Linked DNA regions of Sus scrofa: region 1 is linked to region 2. A link is a contact called in public Hi-C data. All regions are on one chromosome and are shown on one strand. The core of a region is the stretch at or near the end of the contact, and the rest is flanking DNA. Distances in the headings are between cores, read along the strand shown.

Evidence for each region. Hi-C and Micro-C count contacts between places; a contact is called where the count stands out from the background.
Region 1: a contact with region 2 is called in a Hi-C map of epiblast stem cells, with 2.2 times the contacts expected there. The contact joins the enhancer-like site here to the promoter of FST in region 2. A contact is called at or near these places in 10 of 47 Hi-C or Micro-C datasets (alveolar macrophages, embryonic fibroblasts, epiblast stem cells and 6 more) and 1 of 2 datasets of contacts at active chromatin or transcription factors (skeletal muscle).

What each region holds. Positions count from the first base shown.
Region 1 is chr16:33,257,050-33,259,749 of Sscrofa11.1, forward strand. All of the region lies in intron 4 of ARL15 (ADP-ribosylation factor-like protein 15), which reads right to left. Among named protein-coding and RNA genes, the nearest start is that of ARL15, 320 kb to the right of the region's middle. Within about 2 kb of position 1,327, at least 4 of the 83 cell types and tissues checked have an H3K27ac peak or open chromatin away from gene starts, as enhancers often do. A contact at or near this core is called in epiblast stem cells, where this site is marked.
Region 2 is chr16:32,804,993-32,807,692 of Sscrofa11.1, forward strand. FST (follistatin) reads left to right here and starts at 1,349. Exons shown (of 7, transcript NM_001003662.1): 1 at 1,349-1,438. The coding sequence starts at 1,354.

The DNA of each region.
Region 1 (2,700 bases), core at 77-2,576, 450 kb after region 2:
CTGGAGAATGTGGCCTCTGATTACTAACCAGGGTTTTCTCTTTACACTGTCTTGTTTACTCATTTCTTCCCCAAAGCCAGAGATCGTCCCTTTAGCTACTGCAGCATTTCTACCAGATGCAACAAATCACAGGGGTGTATTTTGACTGCTGCTCTGTCATGTGAACAAGAGTAACTCTGAAACCTTTTACCAGTCCCTGTGCTTCATCGTTGTTTTCCATTTCCCCCAAATGTTTGTAAACTGCTCCAGAGAATTCTTCTTTTAACGTTTTAGTCTTCTTTCCTCCCCTAGATTACAATGCTGAAAGCTTATATTTATAAAATAAAAATGTCCTCATCGATTAGAAGTAATTTAGCATCGCCGCTATGTATTTTGATGTTGTCATTTCAGTGCTGTTTGTGGCTGATTGGAGGTTTAGAAAACAATTTATTTCAATGCAAGAGAACGAAACATTAGAAATTATTTCTATAGAAGTTATTTGAAGTTTCAGGAAATGGTCCGATCGTTTTCATTACTCTATCCTGGCAAGTGCATTCATGTTTCGATATAAATAAAACATATCAAAATTTGTTAAACATAAAAGGTGCTTCATATTATTTATATACAGGCACATATATCTGAAACCTCTCAAATCCTTGATATTTTAAATGCAAGTTCTCTTTTGTTCTCCATCATTGTTAAGTTGCCTGAGCACAAAATTGCTTTCAACTTGTTGAACACTTGGGAGAAGCCAGAAGCATGAACTTTAGACCAAGTAACTTACAAAAGTCTGTTGCCCTCATTTTCTTCCACCAATCAACCTAAAATTTCCAGTCATCGGCTTTCCATAAAGGCTGTAAATTTCTCACGTTCACTTTTATCCATTTCAAACATAGATTTTATTATTTATTTTATTTTCAAACACAGATTAAAAGTGTATTACTTCACCATCACTAATGTATTTGTTATGCAGTGTCCTGCATTCTAAGGAAATAAAACTTAAGGCTTTGTATTGTATTTGCTGGGTAACTGTTTCAGGTCAAAAATGATAGCTCTCTTGTTGCTGCTGGCATTACTGCTTACAAGCCAATGGGCTATGGACCTTCTGCATAAACTGCTTTGCCTGCAGCCCAAGAGATGGAATGCAGCATGCATGAAGTTGACATTTGCTATAAGAGCAGTAATTTCTTTACTACTAAATCTTGCAAACTTGATGAAAAATGGATCAAAATTTGAGGCTCAATATCAGCCTTGTTTGGCAACAGAGCCAATCCTCAGTAATCCGTGGAAATGGCAGGCAGGGGAAGTAGGGAAAGCCTCCAAAACTCATTTTAGCTGTGTTCCAACAGTTTTAGTCATCAGAGTTCCTAACAAAGGGCAGGATTGAAGGTTCTTCCTTATTTCTCAGCCCACCCTCTAGGGTAGGGGAGAGAAAGGGAGGGGAGGGCCGACTGCAGATTCTCTTTACTTTCCCTTTACAGAGGAAAAAAACAAAACAAAAAAAGAAGGGGAGGGGGGGAGATTAGGACAAACACATGAGGCCACAAAGGCAGGGAGAGTGATGACGGTTTTGAAGTGATTTGCATCCTTTTCGAAGACCTGGAGTAAAAGGAAAGCCCTCCAGAAAAGCTCAAAACACTGTCCCACCTCATTTCTTCCTGAAGGAGAGACTCCCCGTGACTAAAAATTAGCCCAGAGAGACTTGTCAATAAATGATCCATGCAGAGAAACAATAATCATCACCTTATATTTATCACTTACTTTATGAGTGTGAAAGCAATGAGAAACTCTTATCACAAGGCTGATTTTTCACCAAAAGAACTATACATTTAAGACTTCAAAAAGAGTGCCTTAAAAAATTCTCAAATAGGCACTATTTCAATTGATACTGTCACGATTAAATATTATTTTCCATTAAAAAATATTCTCCCATTGGAAACACCTACAAGTATGTCCGTTGGTAAGACATACAAGAAAATCAGCCTCAATACCTGATAAATTTTGCCTTATCTTTGACTCAGTCTGGGAGAGAGCCAACGTAATTAAATACATTCACCAGATCTGGCTCTGAATAAGCTAAGCAAAAATAACCCATGTAAGACCCAAGACTGTCTACACACTCAGGACATCAAAAAAAGGCACTGGTCTCTGAAGGAATCACCTCAAATAGTATTCTATTGATCTGATCCCTAAAACAATTCCATAGAATCAGAAAAAAAAAAAAAAATTAGCTCCAACAAAATCTGTGGTTCATACTAAGAAATCCTAGAGACCCTATAAAAGGTCAAATCACATGACAAATGCCTACGTAAAGGGTTGAAAAACCACAGAGCGAACCACACAAGATCAGGTCTCTAGTTCAAAAGGAAACGTGGTCTCAAGCAAAAGCTGTCATATAAGATATCCAACCTGCAGAAATAGAGACTGTGGATTCGATACTCCAGAGTTAACAGATTGTAGCTTTACAGATCATAGAAATGTAAAATTCAAATGTTTCACCAAACTTCGCCATTATTACCATAAGGAAGTTGGGTTATAGGGAACTTCCATTCTCTATATGACCTATTTCTGCCATAGGTACACTTTAAAAAAATGACCATGTTTCTTTTCTTGTAAGAAAAGAGATTTTTAAAAAATAAAGACCCCCCCCAGAAGTTGTAAGTACTTGAAATATTATTTTTCATGAGTGTTGCTTAGAAAGACAGTAGGAATGAGCAATCT
Region 2 (2,700 bases), core at 99-2,598:
GAAATATCGCCTCCTCAGTTTCATTCAGCGGTGCCAAAAATGTTATAAATGAGAGACCCGCCAACTTTCAGCGAAGAATGCCAGCCACTGTGCTTAATAAACTGAGGCTACAGAAGTTCATTATCGATGTTGCAATCTTTTTTATTCCGCGAACCGAGAGAGACAGAGAGAGAGAGAGAGGCCGAGAAGGAGACTGGGAGACAGACCGAGACATACAGGACAGAAACTGGGGAGTCTCGGAGCCGGGGCGGGGGGTGGGGGGGAGCAGCAGACCGCCTACGTCGGCGCCCCAGCTCCGGGCTCCAACTCCATACGCGGCGGAGTGAAAGGGTAGAAAAGAAATGGAGAGGGTGAGACTGAGACTGGGGGGAGACCGGGCCTGAGGTGTTAAACATTTTTGTTTGCTTCTGACTCGTCGAGACCGAGGGCTGCGTCTCGGCGGGCTCAGCCGGGGTGGAAGGTGCCGGGGCTGGGATTCCCAGCCACAACTCTGGCTCGAGGTGGCCGAAGAACTCGGCACGCGCAGACCCAGACACAAAACATCGCGGTGTCCCGCGCTAGGTTACAGGGGCCTAAACACCAGCGACAGACCCGGAGTGGGGTGTTTCAGCAGCTCGGGGATCGCCGGGCATTTGCAAAAGTCTTCTTGGAGCGGAGCGGCGATGCGAAGACCAATTCCCGCCCCGCTCTGCTCCGCCAGCCGCCACCCCCAGCCCACCATGCCCCCCCCCAACGCACACACTCACACACCACCATGAACGAACACACACACACACACACACACACACACACGCCGTCCCAGGCGCGCCGGCGCTGCCTGCGAGCGGCGGCGTGCAGGACTTGAAGTGGGTGTTCTTCCCCACTCCCCACCCCCGAAGCGTCGCCCTCACCCCCCTCCCGTCCCGGTCGCCTGCCCCCTCCCTCTCGCTCCTACGCAAATAAGAACTCGGCGATACCCTCCTGCCGCTTTGATTTCGGGCACCTCCACCAGATAATTGGGAAGGGTTTCCAGAAGGTGGGAAATGTCACCTGATTCACACTGAACTTTTAAAAGCTCCCCACCCCCAAGGAGCCGCGCACACCCTCGCTCGAGGCCGCCCTCCCACTGCCCCACACACTGGGAGACCGCCCACCGCAAACCGCGGAGACCCCCGTCTAGATTTAAAGCGCGGCTGCGCCCGGCTTCTGACGTCCATTGAATCGCGCGGGCGGCCGGCGGCGAGCGCGGGGTTGCGCCGGGATCGCTGCGCCCTCCGCCGCTCGCCTCTGCGACGCGCGCCGCTCGCCGGAACCACTCGCCGCCGCGCCTGCTCCCCGCACCGTCGCGCTCCTCGTCCCGCGCCTGACCCCAGAATGGTCCGTCCCAAGCACCAGCCCGGCGGGCTATGCCTCCTGCTGCTGCTGCTCTGCCAGTTCATGGAGGACCGCAGCGCCCAGGGTAAGAGAAGGGGGATGCGCTGGGAGGCTCGGCAGGCGACAGGGGTTTGTACTTTTCAGTCGTCTCCACTGGGTCTGTTCTGAGCCGCGCTGCTCTTAGATGTTGGACCAACTTAGGAAGTCCGGGATGGAGAGGAGTGGGAAAATTGAAGGCAGTGACACTTTAGGACTGGGAGCCGAGTTTGGAGCGGGGCGATCCTTTAAAAGGAAAGGGAGTGAGCTGGAGTCTGTCTCAGTAGTTAGGGTTAGATGCTCCAAGTTCTGGACATAATGAGTTTAGATGTTATCTCCCCTGTTTGGCTCTGAAGAAGGGGAAAAGCATCAGTAGCCTGGAGATTTCTGTCGACCCACTTACAGTCTACCTCTCTACCTCCTACATCTTTTGGATACTTTAAAAAATGACTGCATTGGGGAGGGGGATACTGAAATTTCTTCGGTGGCTGAGGGACGTGGTTTCAGAAACTTTGCCCAAACTTGGAAATGTGGGTGCCGAAAATTTTAGAGGGAAGTAGCTTTCTGCCTAGTGGATGCTTCTTCCAACACCCTCCCCCAAACCCGCAAAAAAAAAAAAAAAAAAAAAAATACCCCTGACTGTTTTCAGTAGTTTACAATTTTTTTTCTTTGCCTCATTCCTCATGTTAACTTTCTGTAGAACAGTGAAAAGCCCACAATTGATTTAAATTCTGAGATGCAGTAAGAGCAAAGTATTTTTTTAATTAGATTTATTTATTTCTGCTAGTCTTTGGGCAGACTTTTTTAAAATCATAAAAGCAGCTTGCTGTTCAATATATTGTTAAGATTATAGGGATGATTCCCGAGAGGTCTTTCTGACCAAATCCGAACATTAAAAAGGAGGAGGGGGGGGGGAATTACTTGCAAAGATTTCTTGGTAGGTATGAGATATGTATTACCATGAGACGGTGGAAGCCCCTCCCCCCTTTATTATTATTATTTACTTGGTTGGTTGGGTTTTTTCCCCCTACACTCTTCTTGAGACGGACTTGTAACTTTCCTGGCTTTAGCATTAACATTTTATGTGTGTTGTAAACTGGCCACCGGGCACTGCCCCTCGCGGTCTGCAACGCACCACTCTGAGTTGCCCGCCTTTCGGGGCGAGGCGCTGCCTAGGTGCCGGGGACGTGGGCGCCGGGGAAAGCAGCCCTCGGAGATTTCGAAAGATCGCGGTGGCCGCGGGCGTCCTCTGGATCTGGCGGATTGCAAAACGGGACCGTCGGGAGGGCTGCGCCTTGAGGCCGCACGGGG